Regions from separate parts of the Mus musculus genome. Here region 2 is linked to region 1. A link is a contact called in public promoter capture Hi-C data. All regions are on one chromosome and are shown on one strand. The core of a region is the stretch at or near the end of the contact, and the rest is flanking DNA. Distances in the headings are between cores, read along the strand shown.

Evidence for each region. Promoter capture Hi-C pulls out the DNA fragments that hold promoters and counts their contacts.
Region 2: a contact with region 1 is called in a promoter capture Hi-C map of pre-B cells. The contact joins the promoter of Rab33a here to the enhancer-like site in region 1. A contact is called at or near these places in 6 of 39 promoter capture datasets (the HPC-7 cell line, cranial neural crest, liver and 3 more), 1 of 484 Hi-C or Micro-C datasets (CD4 T cells) and 3 of 115 datasets of contacts at active chromatin or transcription factors (the 230-238 cell line, embryonic stem cells and memory CD8 T cells).

The regions. Positions count from the first base shown.
Region 1 is chrX:48,306,782-48,313,940 of GRCm38.p6, forward strand. No RefSeq gene overlaps it. Among named protein-coding and RNA genes, the nearest start is that of 9530027J09Rik, 25 kb to the left of the region's middle. Within about 2 kb of position 4,155, at least 18 of the 459 cell types and tissues checked have an H3K27ac peak or open chromatin away from gene starts, as enhancers often do.
Region 2 is chrX:48,515,837-48,522,314 of GRCm38.p6, forward strand. It overlaps Rab33a (RAB33A, member RAS oncogene family), which reads left to right and starts at 3,449. Exons shown (of 2, transcript NM_011228.2): 1 at 3,449-4,022. The coding sequence starts at 3,765.

The DNA of each region.
Region 1 (7,159 bases), core at 2,905-5,404:
AACGTAGGATTCATGAGATCTATCTCAAAAACAGACCTGTGAGTGCTACCAAGCATTGGAGGTGCTAACTCTGGTTAGCAGAAACATAACTTCTTAAGGAAGCCGCCGTTGGAGCATGGGCTCAGAAGGCAGACTAGAGCCTAGTACCAAGAAAGATCATAAGCTGAAAGAGAAGATGATCCTCTGAGGCTAAAGTATGTCGGTGTACACACGGCACCAAAAGGTCTGAGTATGCCTTGGCTTCCATTAAGTGTAATGACAGTGTTCGCTTCGGCAGTTCGTGTACCAAAATTGGAACACAGGAATTAGTACGACCCCTGTTCAAGAACGGCAAGCACATTTGTGAGGCATTTGGTATTTTAATGACTTTGTATGCTAAGTTAAAAATTAACTTTTCAAAGTGTAAGGACAGACATCTGTGGAGATGCCTAAGTGAAAGTAGAGATCGCAATCGATTTCTTGGGGGATAATTGGATGTGAATGTAGAGGATGGGAAACAGGTGCTTCTGTAATTGTCTTTGGCAAGGGCCTGTGTCATTAAGGGCATTGCTGAGGTGGTCAGGGGTAAAGAACAAAGGAAACAGTATGCCTAGGAGCTTTGAAAACACAACAGGAATCTACACAATGAACAATTATGTGATCACTAAGATAATGTTTACAAATATCAAGGAACTTACTGTTGTAAATTTAAGTTAAAAAGTAAGCTATAACATTATGTATTACGTTAATCGCAAATTATTTGATGAAAATAGATTTGGAGGCAGGGATGTAGCTCAGTTGGTAAAACGCTTGCCTAAAGCATTAAAGCCCTGGATTCAATCCCCAACACCACATTTTTTTTTTTAAAAGTGATGGCAAGCCAGGCGTGGTGGTGCACGCCTTTAATCCCAGCACTCAGAGGCAGGCGGATTTCTGAGTTCGAGGCCAGCCTGGTCTACAAAGTGAGTTCCAGGACAGCCAGGGCTACACAGAAACCCTGTCTCGAAAAGCCAAAAAAAAGTGATGGTAATTCTAGCAGTGAAACAGTAGAGGCAGGCGAATCAGAAGTTAAAGGCCACTCGTGGCTCCACAGTAAGTTCCAGACCACCCTGTCTTACAAAAGACTGTGCTTCTCCCACCCCTCTAAACATGGAAAGACTGCAGGTGGTAGTGCCCACAAATGATCTCAGCACTAGGGAGGTTGGCACAAGAGGATGGAGAATTTGGGGTAGCCTGGGCTACATGGTAAGGCTCAAAACATAAAATGAACCAAAACAAAACCTGGAAGAAAATGCACTAAAAGGCTGATAGTAGTTGGTTGTCTTTGGATAGTAGGTGTGTAACAACATAGCCACAAAAGAAGTAAGACAACTAGATTCTGTGTTTGGCTTTTTTCCATAAATTATCAACACATCTTCACTTGAGGACCCTGTGTGGGTCATTATTATTCCTACTCTACAGATTTCTCTCGACAGAAAAAACTGAGTCTCCCTAACTAAAATCTTCACAGCTAGCTGAGTTGGGGGTGGGGGGTGAGACAGGGGTATTGTCATGAGTTCAAGGCTAGCCTAGAGTATATGAGCTAAACGTAAGACATCTCAAAACTAAATACATATATGAAATCCACACAGTTCATAAGTAGCTTAAATTAAATTATTGATTATATTTTGGCTGGGGATATATAGCCTGGTGGGTAGAGTATTTGTCTAGTTTGCAGAAAGCTCCAGGTTCCATCCCCAGCACTGCATAAAACAGGTATGATATTGCATGTCTGTAATTTCAGCACTTGGGAGGAAGAAATTTCTCTGCTACAGGTGGAGTTTGAGGCCATCCTGAGCTATAATGATTCTCTGTCTCAACAGCAACAATGAAAAAATGCTAACATACTCTCCTGCTGTGTAGAATGTGTCATCTCTTCCTTTAACAAGTAGTTTTGATACAAGTTTTCACTGTGTAGTTCTGCTGGCTACAATTTGTTCTGTAGACCGGGCTGACCTTGACTCACAAACATCTGCCTGCCTCTACCTCCTAAGACCTAAAGGTGTGCACTGCCATGTACCGAGTTTCAATGGCTTTCTTAATGGAGCAGATGGTCCTTGTGGGAAGGAGTCTGTACCTAGTTCTGAGTACAGAGGGATCCTCAGTGAGAAATAGATGGTTGCAGACTAAGAAATGGATAGAACACTAGAGTGATAACCACAGCATGCCTGATGGTGGTGAGGGTATCGACTTTCCACTAGATCATGCAAAAGCTGGGTGCTATTGGGTCTGCAGCCTATTTGGGAATTTGGTCCCATTGCCCTGAGAAATCCAGCCAGCCACTTATCAAAATGACATCTCTTAGCCTTGAGGATGGCATGGTAGAAGTCAAGAGCTAAAACTGGTAGCTGTTATGTCCTCCCTTGCACCGAAATACCCTTATGTTAGTAAGACTCCCCAACTTCTAGTGCAGTTGGACGTTGGCCAGAAGAAAGGCTGTAAGGTTAAAGAAATACCGAGTTCTTGGGGCCCTTGGTAAAAACCCCTCAGGAGAAACAGAGAATAGAATTTATTTCTGCAAACTAAACAAGATAAAGTAATTCGTATGATTAAGAAGTCAAGAAGAGAGCACTAAGATAGCCAAGGAACACCTGGCCTGCTCTAAGGACCTAAGAGTCTGGATTGAGAGACTCTGCTCTAATTGTCCAATCCCAGCAAGGAATGGAAAGACCATGGTGTGTGTTGAGGGAACAGGGCAATGCCAGGCCGAGATTTTAGTGCCTCTGGGTCATATTCACTGAGTGGGTGGTCACCTCTTATCGTTGTGGGGCAGGGGGACTGAGGAACGACAGGATATTGACCTCATTTCCTCCTGGCCCGAACTTCCTCAATGGAAAAAGCAGACTGAACAAGGTTTTTTATTGAATTGGTAGCACTTTGGAAAATTATAGCCAATTCCCAGTAATCAGTGGCAACAAGGGGCCGGCAGTAGGGTCTGCAATTAGATAAAGAAAAATAGCAATGTTTACAGTTCAGTTTGTTTTAAAATGACAGATCTCCCTTTATAACTGTGAACCAACGAAGGTTCAACTATGAGTTGGTCTTTGCTTCAGCCCTTCTGTTCAGAGCAGTTCCTCCACCTGTCCCTACATTCTTTGGCCTCCAGAACTCTTGAGTGCTTTGCTCCAACCCCTACCTCCTAAAGGTTCTGTTCTGTCTCCATCCTCCATATTCCCTCTGGCACTTGGTATAGACCTTTTTGCAGTTGGTCTTTTCTGCCTGTCTGTGACCTGTCTCTCTTCACAATAAAAGCTTCCAGAAGGCAGACTGCATTGTTTTGTCCAGTTCAGCAGGTCCTTGCGCTTAGCACTCTGCCTGGCACAGTTAGACTCCTACCCAACCCTTCGTTTGTTGTTGCTCAGTGAACTCTGGGTACCCTGGGTCTCATGTCCCAGTGGCCTTGAGGGGTACTCTAAGGTCAGGGGGATTCCAGACTCCAAGGGCCTAGAGGGAGCTTACACCCCCACCCCATCCCCTGCAGATAACAGGGAATTCCCTGTACTTTGCAAGCTGGAAAGGAGTAGTATTTACCAAGCCCAATTACTGCCCATTTTGTTGTTCTGGGAGAGGGAAGTGTCAAACCTAGCCGAGTAGACAGAGTGTGATGGAGAAGAAAGGGCTTCTTAGGCAGGCAAACAGACCCTGCAGTTCCCATTTGGTCACTGGGCCCCCTAAGTGTGAGACTGGAGAGTTGATGGTGAGAGAGAGAAGGAAAAAGAGGGAGTGGGCCCATGCACTGAGCTCTCCTTTCTGCTCCTTTAGCCCCTGGTCCATGCCTCCTCCTTGCTGGCCTCCCTCTGGGCTCTTAGGCTCTTTGTTGGTCTGTCTGTCGGTCCGCTTTTTACTCTTCTCTTCTCTCTCTCTCTCTCTCTCTCTCTCTCTCTCTCTCTCTCTGTTCACGTGATCGCCCGCTCTCAATGGCTTTGATCACCTCTTCTGAGGCAGCACCTTTCCGCTGGTAACAGGAGATACTTGGTGTCTGGGGCGGAATGAGTTTCCTTCCTCCTCTTTTTTCCTCTGCGTTCTCCAGCGACTCTGGCGGCTCCTTGCTGCTTGGTCTCTGGCCCTCGGCCCTCCACCACCTCTCCAGCCTCTCCAGCCTCTCCCAGCCCCCACAGTGCTCATGCTCTCTCCTTTCCCCTCCCCTGCGGGCCCTCCCTAGGCAGCCAGCCTTCTTTGGGGAGAGGGTTTCTGCGCGGCGGCGGGGAGGGGGGGTGCAGATAAAAGGGCCTGAACCGACTCCGGAGCACCCCTTTGCAGGGACCCACCACGTGGGCCCTCCGTCTTCCTACAATGGACAACCTTCTCGTTCTGGCCAGCCAGAGGACAGGAGTTCTGCCCGTCAGGCAACCTTTCTGGCCAGATTCGAGCCAGTTGCTCTGCCTTAGATGCCAAGCTTCTGGGTGCTTCGAATACCAAAAAATGCATAGGGCACTCACTAGTCCTGGAGATGCTCCTGAGTATGGAAGCAGCTCGTTTGGTTCCTCGGGCTGGAGAATCGCCAGCTTAAGGGAGGAGACGCAGGGCTCCAATTTCAGAAAGCTCCCAGTCCTGGGTGGGGAGGCTTGGGGAGGGGTGTGTGACAATATCTCCAGCCTCAGGACAGCCCTGAGTCTGATGGGAGATATGCATTCTCTCCACTTTGTAGTCCAAACCGAATAAGGATGAATTCAGAAGCGAGATCTCAAGAGGAAGCTGAGACAGGCAAATAGAGAGTTCCAGACCAAGCTAAGACTCTATGTAGAATAACAACAACAACAAAAACAATAACGCTGAGATAAAATGTCTTGTCAAGGCAGAGCTGAACCTACATATTGGTGAACTCTGGACAGAACCATATATTGTTTCTCCGCCATTGTGCCCAGCACGTACCGAACTAACCGTCTTCCTTCTACCACTAGCAACTATCATCACTTGAACCCACCGCCACAGTTTGGAATCAAAAGCGAATTCCCATTATTTACATGGGTAAAATTTTTTAAAAGGCTGGATAGAACAAGCGCATCAGGCAAAAACATTTCCACAGTAGCTTCTCTGCAAATGTAAGCTCTTAGCTAGAGGCTGCTTCCAGGGTGCTTACCTGGCCCACATGCCAGGAGTAGGCATTTTAGATACGATGTTGGGACTATTTATCTGACACAGACACACACACAGCTGGCCACTTAATGCTATCTTAGTCAATAAAGCTAAGTCCCCTCAGGGGATATTGCCTGTAGCCACAGCCACACTTACTCTACAGTGGGGCATAGCCCTGGCCAATCCCATATCGAATGACCCAAAGGCTGTGCGGGGAGGGGTGCCAGCAAGAATTCCATCTCTCCAGGATCTTGCAGAATGACTTGACTTGTGAAGTGCTCTGGGCCCCATAGGTAACAAGTAGAATAGTACTTGTTTGCGACAAAGACTAATAAAAATGGTTACCATGGCCACTATTTCTTGAGCTCTTCCCAAGTGGCAACTGTATATAGCATATATTATATTGAATCAATATATATGGTGGGTACTATTATTGTCCCTGTTTAGAAGAGAAAGCAAATATGGTGCAGATAATAAAAGTCCAGACCTCTAAATTAAAAGAGGTTTCATTATTACCTAATAGCAAAACTGAGTTTGAAATCCAGGTCTAGTCATTGTCCAGCTTCAGGTGTTTAACCATTATACTATCCTATCTGTTTCTTACATGGAATGATTCTAAGACTCCTAGAAAGAACACCGTGAGGAGTTGGGGGTGGGGGACATTTCCTGAAAACGAGTCATTCAAAATGTGGTGGTTAAAGGGGGTGGAGCACAGGAAGCAAAGTGATCTTGCTGGCTCTTTAAATGTCATAGATCCTCCAATAAAACTCCAGACTATTACAGTCTACCTGCTCAGGCCCAGAGATATAGTCCCATTTCTGGTTTCTGTCTTCTGGATAGAATGCCAGGCCCCAGGGTGAGCTTCTGGGAGGCAGTGTTGTGGGGGTGGGCTTGATAATAGACCCCTGCTGCCCTACCCCCAGTCTTCCCTGAAGGGAGGACAAATAGAGCCATTGATTGGAAACTCTCCCAGAGGGCATTAGAGTAATGACTCTGGACTGTGTGATGCCCACACCCCCTTTGACCTCCTTACTGACCCCTGCCCTGGGAAGTTCCAAAGGCCACAAATCTCAGTTGCTTGTGGGCCATGTGGTTTGTGGCTAGTTGTAGTCTTTGAGGGGTCAGGGAAATAAGGGGGGGTAAGGGATACTTCTTCTCACTGTGCAGGGTCCCTTCCAAATCCTGCCAAGACATACTGCAACTACTGATATTTTTGAAAAGCAGCAGGGCTCTGTGCTGATATGCATGCATGTTTGCACTGCCTGCCATACATTGGTGTTGGAAGAAAAGTGCCAGGGTACAGAAGGTGCTATGTGGCAGTAGACAGGTCTTACCCCTAAAGGAGTACTACTTCCAAGCCAGGTGTGTAGGTGGATGGCTTGACCAGGAAAAGCTTAGAAGTCTAAATCCTCATTTCTAGCATTAGAAAAAGAAGCTTTGAATGCCTTCCGTATATGCCAGCCTTCTTGTGGGCACTAAGCTGTGATGTTAAGATCATCTCCATTGTAGCCGGGCAGTGGTGGCGCACGCCTTTAATCCCAGCACTTGGGAGGCAGAGGCAGGCGGATTTCTGAGTTCGAGGCCAGCCTGGTCTACAAAGTTGAGTTCCAGGACAGCCAGGGCTATACAGAGAAACCCTATCTCGAAAAACAAAAACAAAACAAAAAAATCATCTCCATCACTTGAATACTTATGACCTAGCACAGGTGACAGAAACAATAAAACATGCTACCAAAACTATGGCAACGAGAATTAATAAAGAATCATTCAGCCATTTGAAGTGGCGAGCTAGAGGGACTTGGGGGAGAATATGGCTGCTTAATCTGACCCCGAAGCACAAACCCCATTCTAATCTCTATTACCATCTCCCTGCGTGAGCTCAGCAAATGATTAAGCCATCTGGGTGGCCTCAGTTTCTCCACCTTCAAAATGGGAGCCATAAACTGAGCGAAGCTGCTTGTGTTTTTGAAATGCTGAAGGAGCTCAATCAAGTTCAAAGCCAGTGTGGGCTCCGTGGTGAAGTCCAGACCAGTCTGAGGTACCTAGCAAGACTCCGCCTCAATAA
Region 2 (6,478 bases), core at 2,199-4,698, 210 kb after region 1:
AGATGCTAAAAGACAGCTACCAACCCTATAGGTGGAACAACATTATGAACTAACCAGTACCCCGGAGCTCTTGACTCTAGCTGCATATGTATCAAAAGATGGCCTAGTCGGCCATCACTGGAAAGAGAGGCCATTGGACTTGCAAACTTTATATGCCCCAGTACAGGGGAACCCCAGGGCCAAAAAGTGGGAGTGGGTGGGCAGGGGAGTGGGAGTGGGTGGGTATGGGGGACATTTGGGATAGCATTGGAAATGTAAATGAGGAAAATACCTAATTAAAAAAAATGACAGCTACCCCCAAAGCCTCAAAACACAGTTAGTAACATTTTAAAGATTGATTTTATATGTATGACTGTTTTGCTTGCATTTATGTCTGTGTACTAGGTGTATGGTTGGTGCCCTCATAACATTAATTAGGCATAGTTGGCTATGTTGTAGGTGCCAAGAAGTAAACTTAGTCATCTGCAAGAACAAGTGCTCTTAACCACTGAGCCATCTTTCCAGCCCTCAAGATTAATTTTTTTTTTTTTGAGAAAGGGTTTCTCTCCATGTAGCCCTGGCTATCCTGGAACTTGCTCTGTAGACTAGGCTAGCCTCAAACTCACAGAGATCTGCCTGACTCTGCCTCTGCCTCCTGAGTGCTGGGATTGAAGACCTGTGTCACCACCTCCTGGCTTTGAATGATATTTTTCATCTAAATCTGCTTTGGGGGATTATTATTGAAAATATCAATTCCAGAATAAAATAAATATATTTTATATTATAATGACATTATAGATATTGCTTTTTGTTATTTCTAGAAACTCACTGAAGGTCTGAGGCAAGACAGCCCTTGAGCCCAGCAGTTTTGGGGAGCAGCATGGAACAACGCAGTGAGATCCAATCTCTCTCTCTCTCTCTCTCTCTCTTTTTAGATTTATTTATTCATATATTTAAGTACACTGTAGCTGTTTTTAGATGCACCAGAAGAGGACATCTGATCTCATCATGGATGGTTGTGAGCCACCATGTGGTTGCTGGTTGTGAGCCACAATGTGGTTGCTGGGATTTGAACTCAGGACCTTCAGAAGAGCAGTCGGTGCTCTTAACCACTGAGCCATCTCTCCAGCCCCCCCCTTTTTTTTTTGGTTTTTCAAAACAGGGCTTTTCTGTATAGCCCTGGCTGTCCTGGAACTCACTCTGTAGACCAGGCTGACCTCGAACTCAGAAATCTGTCTGCCTCTGCCTCCCAAGTGCTGGGATTAAAGGCAGACACCACCACCACCCGGCTTCTCTGGATGGTTTTAATGTTGTCTAGTATAATCAAGGGTTTTAGAAATGGGTGACCCACACGTATAGTAAAGGGCTACAGCTATATCTCCAACTCAAGAATAAGATTAAGTAGAAGGCTGTATTTTTAATAACTTGAACTTGGCTGAGCACTCACATTCCAATGTGCTTACACACACATCACTCAGATCCTGGGCTGTTTTATTTTCCTGTAGAGGAATTTTAATCCCAAACATGGCTGCTCTAGCAAGGGACCACATCCAAAGATCTTCTGGAATACACAGACACATCTTTAATCCCAGGAGACAGAGGCAAGCAGATCTCTGAGTTCAAGGTCAGCCTGGTACAGAGTAAGTTTCAGGTAAAGAAAAGCTTAGGTCCAGGCATGGTGGTCCACATCTTTAATCCTAGCACTCAGGAGACAGAGGCAGGCAGATGGAGCCAGAAGATTAGAACAGATGGCCAAAGTTAGTATGAGGCCAAGCAGAGCAATCCAGTCAGAAGCTGAGAGAAGCCAGTTTGAATCAGTCAGCTTAGAGAGGAGTTTGGGCCAAAACAGCTGACTTGAACCAGTCAGACAGAATTCAGAAAGAGCTAGAAAGGATGGCCTTATTCAAAAGTAAGCCTTAGAGGTTGAAACCATTCTGGGCCTAGAGTAGATTATACAGAGTCTAGAAGCTTCCAATCCTAGGCCTAGGTTAGCAGATGGAAGCTGTAAGTCTCTGAGATGACAATTATACCAGGTGAACAAAAGTTACTTTTACATTTTTCCTTAGTGGGAATGGATTTCATTACACTGAGGCTTCCTGTAGATCAGCCTCACATGCAAAATGGCAGCTCATGTGTGCTGCTGGCTCCCCTGACTTTGATGACATTAGCAATATCTCATATGTTGATGCTAATGGTATATGTCTGTGATACCTTAGCCTATGAAATATAAGGGAGATGAGCAAATTCCTAAAACAAACATAAAATGGGTACTCATTGTTGTATGCAAATCGTACCTAAGTTGACTTCATACAGATGTTAAACCTGAAAGTCACTTTTGGGAGATGGAATATGGGTCTTGACCAAGTTGTGTGATGGTTAGTAAGCCTTGGGAAGCTACCCTCTGAAATCGTAAAAAAGTTGTATTCATTTATCATCTTCCAAGCATAATCTAGGCTTCTGACAAATTAGACCCAACCACTATATTCTACATTCACTTGCAGGGGGTGGGTGGACCCTCCTTGGGATTCCAATTCCCCTTCAAACTCTGCCAATCTGAAACACCGTATGGCTTTGTGAAGGGCTCAGTGTATCAGGAATCATGGGGTTTATGCCGTGTCCTAAGTGCCCTCACCTGGGCCTGTAATGGTTAGCCACAGAAACAAAGTCCCCCTTTGCTGGAACTGTCCCCACTAGTTCCCCCTCCTCCTAGCCTCTGTATGGCCCTCTCCCGCGGCGGGCCTTCCTCATTGGCCAGCCAAACACAACCGACTGTGGCAGCCAATGGGAACCACCCTCCTGAACATTCAGAGGGTGGGTGCTCGTGGTGTGATGAGGGGAGGTTGGCGCCTGGTACGAGCCCCCCTACATCTGGCAAGTCTTTGACAGAAACAGTAACACCCCCTACACACTCACGCCCGTGCCCCGTGTCTGCCTCCTTTCAGCTGCGTGGGGGCCCTCCACAAGCCACTGCGTTCACTGGTGTCCTGGCAGTGTCCTCCCCAATTCCTTGGGCACCAAAGAGTGCACCTGCTTACTCAGTAAGACTGAATACCTCCTTTTCCTAAGACTTGGTGGGGGGAGGCAGGGAACCACAGTGGCGCAGCTGTCAGTGGCTGTGGAGGTGTGAACAAGGTATCTCAGATCCCGACCCCTTAATGCTGCACCGGACTCGAAACTCTCCTGCGATGCCTTAGGGTACAGCGCTCTTTGTCTTCCCCAGCTGTGCTCACTGCCCACCGAGCCTATGCGCTCAAAGTAGGGGTGGGAAGCCTGAAACCCACCACAGAACTGGGGACAAGAAGAGAAGGCTCGCCTGAGGCGCTGTGTTCCACACTCCTCATCCCTTCCCTGTTGTGCTTAGGCTTTCTCCCTCCAGTGTGTCCCTGGGGTCCAGAAGGGGAGGGTCTAAGCAAAGGCGCGGCACAGCCTGAGCCTGCAGTCCCAGAGCTCACACACCGGCAGAAGGAGACCTCTCAAGGCTGGCCCAGTCTCCATTTCTTCTCTCTCAAGCTTTTGTGTCTGTGCCTTTGAGCTGAAAGGAGGGTGCACTAGGAAAGGAGGAGGGGTGCCTGGGGTGAGAGCACCCTCTTCACGCGCGCGCGCACACACACGTTGCCGGCGCACGCACACACGGGCGGACACACACTTCCAGACGCGCGTGCGAGCACACACACATACACACACACACACGCACAAAGCTCTCTCGCTTTGAGCGCACTAACGTGGCCGCTTTCTTTGTGTGGAGCCCTCGAGTGGGGTTGGGACCCGGGTCCTGTCCCGGGGAGATGGCACAGCCCATCCTGGGCCATGGGAGCCTGCAGCCCGCCTCAGCTGCTGGCTTGGCATCCTTGGAGCTCGACTCATCGATGGACCAGTACGTGCAGATTCGCATTTTCAAAATCATCGTGATTGGGGATTCCAACGTGGGCAAGACCTGCCTGACCTTCCGCTTCTGCGGGGGTACTTTCCCAGACAAGACTGAGGCCACTATCGGTGTGGACTTCAGGGAGAAGACCGTGGAAATCGAGGGCGAGAAGATCAAGGTGATCCTGCTGGTCAGGTCCGGGCAGGGAGGAACCTGGGAGGGGGTTTCCGCCTGAGGTATATTGCTAGTGATAATAAATGACTAGCTTTGGCTGTGTCGCCACCTGCCGAGCTCAAGACCCTGGGCACATCCACAACCCTTTTAGCTTCTTTCAGGGGCCCATCCCCACCTAACCCAAATTTTCTGGCAAGCCAGGGTGGTTGCATTCTTACCCTTTGCCCCTACCTGACAGCTTTGGCCGGGAAAAGCAGGTTTGAAATTGTTCTCAATCCTAAACGGGAGAGACACCCCTGAACACAGAAAGGCCTGAGACATCTCTGGTCCTAGTTTTGTGGGATGGATCTCAAAGCACTTTACACATTTTGAGGTCCTTTCTACCTCTTGGGTGCCAATAGGCTGCAAAAAAGAAAAAAAAAAGTCATCCTGGCTAAGCCCTGTGACATTAGAGAGGTTGGGAATAAATGGAGCAAGAACACGGCTTTATTTTAGAATGCAGTTTATACTTGTGAGTAGAGCTGACTTGAGATGGAGGTGGCATGGAGCATGGTTATGTCACAAAGCCCTTTTAAAGGCTGAGACACAGTCACCTGCTGGCTCTTCATAATCTCCCAAAACTTGTTCTTTGGGGGCAGTCCCTCCCAGATGCTTGCTGCTTTAGATCGGTTTGGATGAAGCTGGTGAATGAAGAGCCCATTACTCATTCTACTGGCATTGTCTTCAGAAGGCTTGTTGGGAAACACACAACAACTTCTCTGAGGGTCAGGGGGAAGTGCCTTGACATAGTTTACTAAATAGGCCAAGTACAAATATTTTTGTATGTTCATTTAGTGTAGCGAAAGTAGAAACTCGGTAAGACAGGGTATGTCAGTGTGTTGGGAGGGGGTAGCAGGAAGCGGGGTATGGCAAGGACAGCTTTGTGTGTCATAGAAAGCTTGTAAGAAGACACCGGGGTTACTAAACACCAAGTCCTCTAGACTCATAGCTGGCCTTTGCTTGAGCAGGACCCCCGGGGAAGTCAGAGATGAAGGTAAACTTGTTGGTCAAACAGCTGAAGGAGACACATGCCCTGTCCTGTGTTCTGAGTGACACAGAGTGAAGGACTGGTGAACTGGAGAGAATGACAAAACACCCCAAATTGTGCAAGATTTCTTGGTGATCAAAATGATTGCATTTTAAAATGACTTCAGCAAACAAGCCAAAGCACTGTGCTTTAGGAAGATGGGTGGAGAGAGAAGGAGAGATTCTGGGTCTGGGAGATAATAGATTCTTTTGAACTTCTGATCTATTTTAGCTCTTTCCAATCTGAGGCGACAGGGATGGCCTTTTAAAGCCAATGCGGGGATCTGTCTTTTTTCTTTTTCAAGGACTCTTCATGTTGAATGTTTGCACAGGTCAGGGCTTCTTCCTTGACGGTGCCTAGTTTCTTTAATATATGGCTATAAGACATTGGAAAGTCTAAGACGTGATTTTTTTATAATCAAAGTAGAAATAAATCAATGGATGCATTTTAAAACACCTTCAGAATCATGTTTAATGTTATCATTTACTTAAAATCAGCTATTACAGTGAGCTGAAGTGTTTCCTGGGCTTAAAAGTTGGAGCAGCATATTAAATCCCTCTGAAGTTTGAGTGGTGGGGAAACAGAAGTGCATGGGAGTCTAGGAGGGAAGGGAGATGAAGGGGGAGAAAGGGAAGAGGAGAAATGAGGGGTAGGAGGTGAACAGTGGATGGAGTTATCAACCAATGGCCTTGGGGAGGGCTTTAAACCATTACCCCACCCCACACCCCACACCCTACCCCCGGCCCTGGCCACAACCACCACCCCTGGACTTAACCTAACTAACTGGCTTTCAAGTCCCTGCCAAATATCCTAGACTTTTTTTCCCCAGAGGGCAGAGCCTGTGACAGTGTGACTCACTGGAAACAGATCAGCACAACACCCCGTGCAGATAAGTGCTTAATATGGGTTTTGAGGGGAAGATGATATTTCTAAAAGGACAAAGCCTTGTAACACAGTTCAAGGAGGAACCTCTGAGGACAAATTGGGCAAGAAACCTCAGTGGAGTGTGGGACCTGGGACATGCTGACCTCACTCCCCTGTAAGCTGTTGAATCGCTAAGGCCAAAGCTGGCAGGTGAGAGACCAGAGTGTCTGTGGCAAGATGGCAGAACATGGCAGCTGGCAAGAAATCAAGAAGGACGTAGATTGTGCTTCATGCTTTTTCTGCAAGAAAAAAAAGTACCAAAACATGGTTAGGGGTAGGGGTAGGGGTAGGGGTACGGTTAGCCCCATAGTTCAGCCAGCTATAGTAAGCTATCAGATTATAAGTAGAAGCCCTGGCAGGTGAGTGGTAGAGACTTCTCATTATCTCTTCTTAGTTCTAGAGTAGTGTATTACCTCTTTTAGGCTTTCTCCTTTGTGTCCTCCAAGTGGCACATATGACAATCTCTGCTG